Linked DNA regions of Drosophila melanogaster: region 2 is linked to region 1. The links are chromatin contacts, called in public Hi-C maps. All regions are on one chromosome and are shown on one strand. Each heading gives the region's core, a stretch centred on a gene start, on an enhancer-like site or on the middle of the called end of the contact. The rest is flanking DNA. Distances are from core to core; before and after follow the strand shown. Region 1 holds the start of CG1812. Region 2 holds the start of Cbs (Cystathionine beta-synthase).

The links. Hi-C and Micro-C count contacts between places; a contact is called where the count stands out from the background.
Region 2: a Hi-C map of the Kc167 cell line shows a contact between it and region 1, with 2.8 times the contacts expected there. The contact joins the promoter of Cbs here to the promoter of CG1812 in region 1. A contact is called at or near these places in 20 of 107 Hi-C or Micro-C datasets (the Kc167 cell line, the ML-DmBG3-c2 cell line, the OSC cell line and 9 more) and 2 of 6 datasets of contacts at active chromatin or transcription factors (both in the Kc167 cell line).

What each region holds. Positions count from the first base shown.
Region 1 is chrX:20,508,794-20,513,352 of dm6, reverse strand. It overlaps CG1812, which reads right to left and starts at 1,809. Exons shown (of 4, transcript NM_134553.3): 1 at 1,266-1,809; 2 at 1-451. The coding sequence starts at 1,445. It overlaps RhoGAP19D (Rho GTPase activating protein at 19D), which reads left to right and starts at 2,659. Exons shown (of 15, transcript NM_001298567.1): 1 at 2,659-2,834; 2 at 3,886-3,987.
Region 2 is chrX:21,042,788-21,047,346 of dm6, reverse strand. Cbs (Cystathionine beta-synthase) reads right to left here and starts at 2,209. Exons shown (of 4, transcript NM_134580.3): 1 at 1,998-2,209; 2 at 1-159. The coding sequence starts at 157. It overlaps Mgstl (Microsomal glutathione S-transferase-like), which reads right to left. Exons shown (of 2, transcript NM_001298578.1): 2 at 3,240-3,667. The coding sequence ends at 3,341. It also overlaps asRNA:CR44431.

The DNA.
Region 1 (4,559 bases), core at 560-3,059:
CCTGCTCGGCCACGTCAATGGGATAGTTGCTGCTGAGGATGAAGCGCAGCTGGTCCACCTTCATTTCTTTAAAGTCCGATGTGGTCGCGAACTCCTCAAAGTGAGCGCACATATAGCGGTAGGCCCGTTCGGATAAGTCCATAATTCCATAGATATCGGCCATTCCCGCAATGGCCAGGCAGTTTTCCATCTCGATCTTTGCGCCCAGAAAGATCGTGCATCGGTCAATCACCTCGCGCACCTGGACGTGCGTGGCTGCCGCCAGGATCTCCTCGATGTTATCGTAGTTCAGTTCCAGCATCGATGTGTATATGTAGTCAATGATCGAGCCCATGGCCCTGGCTTTAATACCGTAGAGATTTATCTCGTCCTTACGCGACTCAATCATGGCACAGTCGGCGAACATGGCGCAAAAGTAGTCACTGCTGGCTGCCAGGACGACGCGGTGAGCCTGCAAAGTTGGGATTACGTATTTCGTTCGATTACTTGGGGAAAAATGTTACTATAAGTGTAATAAGTGTAACGAAAAACGCTGATATTCCCCATGTTATTTTTGAAAACATTTGAAATCAGATTTCTGAAAATCTGTATCATAAAACATTTCTATGAATTTTCTGGATTTATGTATGTATCTGAATATATGAGTCTGATTCCGGGAATCCCTAAATATTCATAGGTAGCGCGATGAAAATGCGTCATCGGCCGAAACACATCAATTTGTGTCGCGAATTTGTTTTCGTATTTGTATTATTAGCAAGAGAAAGTAAAGATGAGCTTTTTTGCTGGCCACGATTATCGATTCGCCTACCACTTGCCACTCTAACCCTATAACTAGTCACCTTATGCTTTCGTGGTTTCCGATATATAATTAACACGAGCTCGCAAAATGGCCAAATGGCCAACTGGCCAACTAGCCAAACTGCCAAACCGCCGAGTTTAGGATGCGAGCAATCCGGTTTAGTGCGATTTCTATTTGTCCTATGCGCAGGCCATTGAAGGTATTGTCGTAACTAACCTAGCCTAATCACAACCAAGTTGCTCTGAAAGATAATCTATGCATACTTGCTATGCGCACTCTGGGAGCCAAACTTGTGCAACCCAACTTCATCCGCCTTCGCCGATGTGCCGTGTCCATGAGGCTAGACGTAACCGCTCGTAGCTCAGCTGATCCCACAGATGTGGCACGATCTCTGAAGCAGATCCACAGATGGGGCTGTTCCATGTAGCTATTGCTCGGATCTATAATGGTGTGGGTGGGGTCCTACCTTGAATCGGTGCTCCTCGACGATCAGAGTGACGTCCGTGAGTTTCTCCTCGTTGCGCAGCTTGTTGAGGCCCCGCAGAAGGGTCTCCTCCTCGGGGGACACGGGATTCACAGGAATTTTGGCCGCAGCCGACGTTGCTGTCGCTGCCGGCGTCACTGCTGGCGCTGGCGTCGCTGCCATGCTGTTCGCTGTACTCTCTCGGAACGGACCAAAGATTAGAGCGGGCTATTAACCTATATATATGTTAACCTATGTGGTCCCAAGGTTGGGGAATCCGTCTGATAAGAAATTCTTGAGATGACCGAGCTTCTGGTGCGCGAGTGCGAGTGCGAGCGAGAGGGCAGCACGTTCTGTTTACACTCGCGGCCAGCTGTCTACAAACCGTTATTTGGCGAACTATGAACCGTTCTACGACAAATATACGCACGAAATTAGCTAAATTATTGCTAAACACTGGCAGAGAAAAAAGTTTCGCGTGCGATTTCTTTGCTTGTTGCTACCTCTTTGCTTCTTTTCCCTCTTGCGACTTTTTACTTTTCGCGTTTTTGACGTTTCTTCTCTTGACGTTTGAACTGCCAAGTCGGCTAGCACCGCTAGTGATGCGCATTTAGCTATCGATTGCGGAGCGCGATCGTTTAAAATTATATTTTCAAATTTCATATATATACCCGTATTCCTGGGTGCTTTTAATTGGGAGACGGGTGAGTATGCAATTTAAAAGGTTTTTATAAGAGAATGCTAGCTTTTGAAGTCAAAAGCTCGCGAATTTCCCCTTTAACATTGATATGGTAGCATTTAAAAATGAAATTGTTAAATTTGCACCAAAATAAGTCTATGTTAGTTACTTAGTTTAGCTTAGTAAGATAGCTTACGTTAACTTTAGGCAGAAATATTAATACTAAAAGAATAATTAATTAATTTCTTTAAAAAAGTCAATCTTATCAGAGACATTGAAGTATTTCACGTTAGGCAGTTGTTTCTTGTTAGAAAATGTTTTTCGGATCCGCAAATAATTTTGATACGAGAAAAGATATCTAATTAAGTATTATATATTATATAAATATATATTTAAATTAATACACTATGATATTAGTGTGGGTGAGTTCAAATACACTCTTAAAAATACGCGTTCCATTCTTGGACCAACATTTATTCAGCGTGCTGTATCTATTCACTGCAAATATTTCAGAATAAAGTGCAGGCTAGCAGGTAAAAAAATTGTATTTAATTTTTTTTCTCACAATATCTATAGTCTCCAGTGTTAACTAATGGCCAAAGTTTCGTCCAGTGGTGATATCGCAGCATAAGCCGATAAGCTGCTGCAAAGTATCGACATACGTCCAGGCATGAAAACATCGATAGCCTGCGTGGCATCGGCCGTATTCCACCTCTACTCGACTGGTCTGGTCACTCGAAAATCACATCGGACGAAATCGAGTGGAAAGCGGAGCAAGTAAAACAAGAAGTAGAGTAAAATACACAACTAATTAATTGTAATTTGGCCGAAAGTGCAGACGGTGCGCGCGCGATCGCTTGATTGTATTGTGAATCATTAGTAATTAAAGCAGCGTAAGTGCTGGCGCAACCACAACAACAAACGTGTGGCGTCAAATTTTTTTTTTGTGAAAAGAAAAAGGCGAAAAGTGTAATAAAAAAGTAAAAAGCAAGCGATGAATGTGTGCAAGGCGTTCCAAAAAATACAAGGATCGATGCAAGGCGAAGAAAAACACACAACGAATTCGGCAAACATTTTGGTTGTTCGCTAGTTAAAGTAATTAGTTTATTGCTCGCCGCCGCCGACGACGCCAAAAACAACAACCACAACAACAGAAGCAACGAAAGAAAGCAACAGTCAAATGGCGAAGAAGAAGCAGAAGCTGAAGCGGCAACAACAATTGGAGTGCAAAATGCAACGTGCATGAAATAAAGATTTTTACTCTGTATTTGTGGTTTTTTTGCACAGGCCCAAATGAAAATTGTCGCGCTGTTTCTTTTTCTTCCTTTCTCTTTCCCGCACTCTGCAACCTTAAAGAAGAAGCAAAAAAGCGGAGCAATTACGAAAGGAAGGAAAAGAAATGAAAAAGAAATGAAGTCGTGTAGGTGTGTGTGAGTGTGTTTTTGTGTGCGGTATGTGCGTGTGTGCGCGCCACATGAGGAAACTGCCAGCAGCGACGCCAACTGCGGCGTCGGCAGCATGTAGAACCCAAAAAATAAAGCAAAACAAAAAAGTCCACAAGAAAAAACATAAAAACACAGTTACGGTTACGATAATAGTATCAATAGCATCGCGTTTACTGACAATTAAAATTTGTTAAAAATAACAAACATTTTAGTATCTTTAAAGTAAAATAATCAATCTTATGTCACGAAAGTAAAAGAGTGCACTCCTTTCTACTTTTCTTGAGTTATCGGTAGTTAACGGTAGAATGCCCTTTGAAGTGCTATTATTTTGACCGTTACTGCTGATTTTTTGGCTGCCACTGACTCACATTTCATTGATAAGAAGAAGAAGGAAAAGAAAAGAGAGGAAAGAATGGGAAAGAATTGAGGAATGTCCTTAAATAAACAAACAATAAATCGCCTTATCAGCTCCACACCGTTTTTGTTGTGTTTTTTCTAGTTTGCAAAATTAAAACGAAATCATAAATATACAAAAAGGAAGCAACAAAAAAGTTTAAAAGAAAATCGTCAGAAAGGGAGAAGAAAATCTTCCTGGTTTTTGGTAAGTATCATAGGCTTTTTGTTTATTTTATAAAAATGTTGTGTAAATCTAAACAGTATAACAATTGAAGAATCGGCACTTTTCGGCCCATTTTGTGCACTCTCTTTATTGCTCTCTTGCTCTGTTCCCATCTTTCACGTCTTCCATTTTCCGTTGTATGCCAGCAGCGAAAGTTGTCTTCCTGCTTTTTAGGTTTTTTTTTTGTTTACGTACCACCAGACTCCCTTCTCTCTTCTACTGGACCTCTTTCTCTCATTTCCTCTCTGCGGAGAATTCTTCTGCAGAATTCACAGAGACAACGCAAGAAATTAGGCGAATAAAAAAATGTGTTCATTCTTAAAACTTCTGAATTATTTTTTATTTTTTGATAAATAAGTGCAATAAATTTTCATTTACAAGAATTGTAGCCCTTAACAGTCAAACGATTGCGTTTGAAGGGATTTAACCTTTTTCGAACTTTAAAACCCCTGTCACATTGAAGAATATTAAAGAATATTAAAAAAAGTAATCAACAGGAATAAATTACTTAATTTCTGAAATTATTCCCAAATTACCGCAGTATTTGCTGGCTA
Region 2 (4,559 bases), core at 960-3,459, 530 kb before region 1:
TCACCTCGAGGATGTTGGGCGTAATCTGCTGGCGGTGGGCGATGCCCCGATGGATGTGGGGCGACTTCTCGGCTGTACCCAGATGCCATTTGCACTTGGACGGCTTGCCGGGATCGATGAAGTCCGCGGGCCTCTCGTATGGCTTCGGTTGTGGCATCTCTGAAAGAAGGAATTTATATGAAAAAGTGTTTGGGAATCTCTGTAGCGAATATAACATATTGTTGCTTATTTTAATATATTTGTAGAAGCAATATAAAAGTGTATCCTTCTTCTTCTTCTTCTATAGAAGAAGAATTTCCGGAACTTGGGAATACTTTTGTAGGGGCGTACCAAGATACTTTCTTACAATATCAGACCCCAACTAAGATACGATTTATTAAATTATTAACATATAGTGATAATAGTATGACTTGAAAAAGCTTATCTGCTCCTGAATTCGAAAAGATTCGATTGATTTGCGATCTAACAAACGCCAGATGGTGCCGGTGTTACCTCCGATGACCCGTATCTTATCACTCCAGATTCCGGTGTGCAAATGGGGGAAAAATCTCAATCAAAATATACTTTCTGTTGTCTCATTGCGACGAGGTTGCGAAATTGCGTGAGATTACTATTCAATCGAAAGCGAAAAGATCGGGCCCAAAAGCGATGACGTGACAAAACTCAAAAATATGCAAATCAGATGGAAACAGGAAGGGCAGCTTGTTTATTTCAATTTGCACAGATCCCGAAGTCGGATTATCTTAAGAAGATATATGAAAATACGCATTTTTTCTAGCTGTAATTATTTAAAGGATACAAAACTAAGATTCTTAGGCTCAAGGCTTTCCTTATCACAACGAAATTTTAAAATACGCGAGGTATTCCATTAAAATTCGATTCTTTGTGGAATTTAGTCTATCTTTAGTCTATTCTAGACGTTCAGTTCCCAGTTCGAAGCCCTTTCTTTAACTGGTTATTAAATAGGGACTACCGTCGTTTAAGTGGGTTTCCATTTTGTAGATAAGGTTTTCAGGTGGCACTGATTGCTTGCGCTGTATACGACACGCCACTCGAAACCTATCTATCACCTACAAAGTAAACTCAAATAAGGGAACATTTATTATATGAAAAGCTTTGCCAACGTTGTGAGGGTATCTTGTGAACTCAGGACTAATGATAGGGTAGGTCGGAATCTGTAGTATCGGCATGTATTAAATTAACTTAATAATTGAATGGAGCGCAAAGTCTTTCTAAAATGCTACCTTAGTGTTTATATAAATTTTCTAATATAAATAATTAACGAATTGCATTTAAAAGGAATTAAAAAAACAGCTACGTACTATTTATTAAGCGTCCCGTTGAATCTATTTATAAAATTATACGTTATGTTTTTAATTTGAACGTAAGCTGAATAAAGTGGTATTGAGATACTTGATGTATAAAACTATCCTTTTATAATATGAATATAACATATAAATCCAAATATTTCAATGTAAGGTGAGCATTAAAGTAAAGAAACATTATCAGACGACTAAAATATTATTTATGTAAATTTCGAATCAAAATATCGTTTTACTATTTTAAATTTACGCAAAATTTACGCATTTGAAAATTATATAATTTTAATATTAATGTGTTTCTTTTTTTTCTGTGTAAACTCTAAACTTTCCCGGTTTTCCTTTTTATTGCTCTTTCTTGTTTATCTCCCCCGCCGATGACATGCACACACACGCATTTTTCCATATACATACATATGTCTATACATATTTGTTTTACAAGCACGCGGCTTCAAAATAGAACAACAAAAACAAAAACGAACGGCGAATATGTGAGAAGAAAAAACAACATACAAAATAGCAAGCACATGTTTCTCTCTCGTATTATTTGTACTTCTACATATTTATATGTATTTCGCCGGTTGGAAATGTGCAAGAAAGAGGCAGCAAAAGGAACTTTAAGGGAAAAGGATCAGGACGAATGCACTTTGGACAGTTGTCAGCTTAAGTTTTACTTACCAGTGCTGGTGATTAGTGACCCAGGAGCGACTAACTAGCGCGAACTGCGAAAAGCGACCGCTACGATGCTGCCAACGAAGGCAATTGAACGGAATCGGGAATCTAACCAACGCAAGCAACTTGCGGCTAACGGTCGGCTGCGATGCCGGCAGAGACGGCGGCAGCGCACAGTGGTGCTGGTGCATGGTGGCATGCTCAACACAACATAAAACAACAGCGTGGCAAATATTCATAATATATATTTTGACATACTTACAAAAAATACTTGAAATGTCAATAATGCCATTGTTTTAGTTTTATTTCCATTTAAATAAAAATTTAATATATTAATAGAAATTTTAGATTTGACATTACTGCTGTTTTCCTCTAGAGGTACATACAACTGGCCCGTTTTTTTCCAGTCAGTCTAGAAAGGCCTAAGAGTAAATTTTGTATAAATTTTAAACGTGTAAAACTGTTAACCGTAAATTTAATTCGCCTCATATTTTAATTGTGGATTTTTCATTGGATTTCATTGGAATTGTGGATTTGTTTTTTATTTTTAAAAATAATATAGGGTATTTATCCCATTGTTATGGTGAGAATGAAACAGATAGTGATAACCGGTTTCGCTCTTCTTCATACACAGCATGGCTTGATCTGCGATTTCCTGCACTGAAAATAAATGCGTAATCTAACTATCAGATTCCGCAGTAGTACCAGATAAACGTAATGCTGAAATCCGAATCAGTTGCCTACGTTTTTAAAATAGCAACCTGTTTATTAAGAACCAATTCATCAAGAACTATAAAGCTTTAAATTATCTCCAACTGTGCTTTTACAGCTATATATGTGTGTATACATATATACATACATGTATTGCAAAAGCTGCATGTTAAACATTTTGTAGTCTTATAATGTATGCTACACTATTTAATCTTATAGCAAGCATTATACAGCACTTTTTTTAAGCTCTTACCCACAAAACGAGGTAATTAGTATTCAAAAGTTAACTTATTTTAGTTATGGTAAATTGATTACTGCGATCTGTATATACGTACAAAGTATTATTGTATATCATAATATATTATTGTATATCATAATACAGAGGTATAGTGATGAGATACATTTCTCTAAAATTGAAAATAAGTTCAAGTGAAAAACAATTTCTTACTTGTAGTTCAAGTAACTGCATTGCTTTAAATGAATTTAACTTTTAATTTTTGGCATTTTGATTTTTCCCAAAAAGAAAACACTTAGATTGTGATCCAACAGCACCAAAGCCGAGGTAGGCGTAACTCTATATTTCAGAAATTATTTCAAAATGCTTAAAAAAAAAAACAAGAAGGACTAGACCTATGTGCTCAGAAGGCGGCCGAGGCGATGACCTGCAGGGCCATGTAGACGGTGGCGCCCAAGGCCACGAAGAAGGCGAGGGCACGGGAAGGCTGGGGCACCACGACCACGGCGTAGACCAGTGTGTGGACGATGCGGGCGATGCCCACGGCGCGGAACAGGTTGATGGCCAGAAAGGCGGCCGGATCAGTCAGGACGTAGAGCAGACCGATGGCGAAGAAGGGCAGGATGTTCTCCAGGTCGTTGCGGTGGGCACGGCGCACACGCTCCACGTTCGGATCGTCGAACTTGACCTTCAGCTTGGGGGACATCAGGTCCTCGGGGTTGGCGAAGGTCTGAAAATGAAGATACCGATTAAAGAATCGAAATACATAAAATTAGGAATGTGATGTGCATTCATATGCATCTTTTTATTGTTTTTCCATTTGAATTTCGTATCGTTTTGTACAGTTGCCATGTATTATTAAAAAATAAAACATGGTAAGCTCAAAATTGTATTATAATAGTAATACTTATTTATAATTCGTCACATTTTATATACTAATAGATTAAGTTACATTTATAATTATCACCGTTGCTAGTTGAATTCTAATAACTTTCAACCTTAATAAATTCACTAATCTATTTCGTTAGATCCATTTAAACTTTCACTGGCGTGAGACTTTGACCCCACTGTGCGACCCGCTTCCCGCACGCCCATTCCCTTAACCCACCTTCGTCTTGAAACGCTGGATGGCTGTCAGAAGGCTCATCAGCAGCATTTTGATCACCAAAACTCCGACCCAAAAGGTGAAACTCTTGAAGACGGGATTGGAGAGGCTTAGCAGTTCCACGGGGCTGGCCATTGTATGTGTTTTAACTATAACTTTATTATCTTTATAGTACGTAAAATGTCTGGTCTGGGATTCAACAACTTGCTCGGCCGTCGCTGAAATATAAAATGAGCGATACTCGCGTGTGCTTTTTTTTTTATACCGGCAAATAAAAGCTCTCTTTGCGGCGTAAGCGAATAGGCGAATTTCGGGGCGGAGGCCCCGCTTGCTTGCTTGAAAAGAGAAGCGAGTGTTTTTGCCCGAAGAATACAGCAGAGGCCACAATGGGAAGGCAGCAAAAACAAAATACCCTAAATTGTGCGTTAATAAACGAATAGATTTAACTAAAAATATAAAAATTAATAAAATTATTATATGAATATGTTTTCCCTTCTCACATGCGATCTAACTTTTC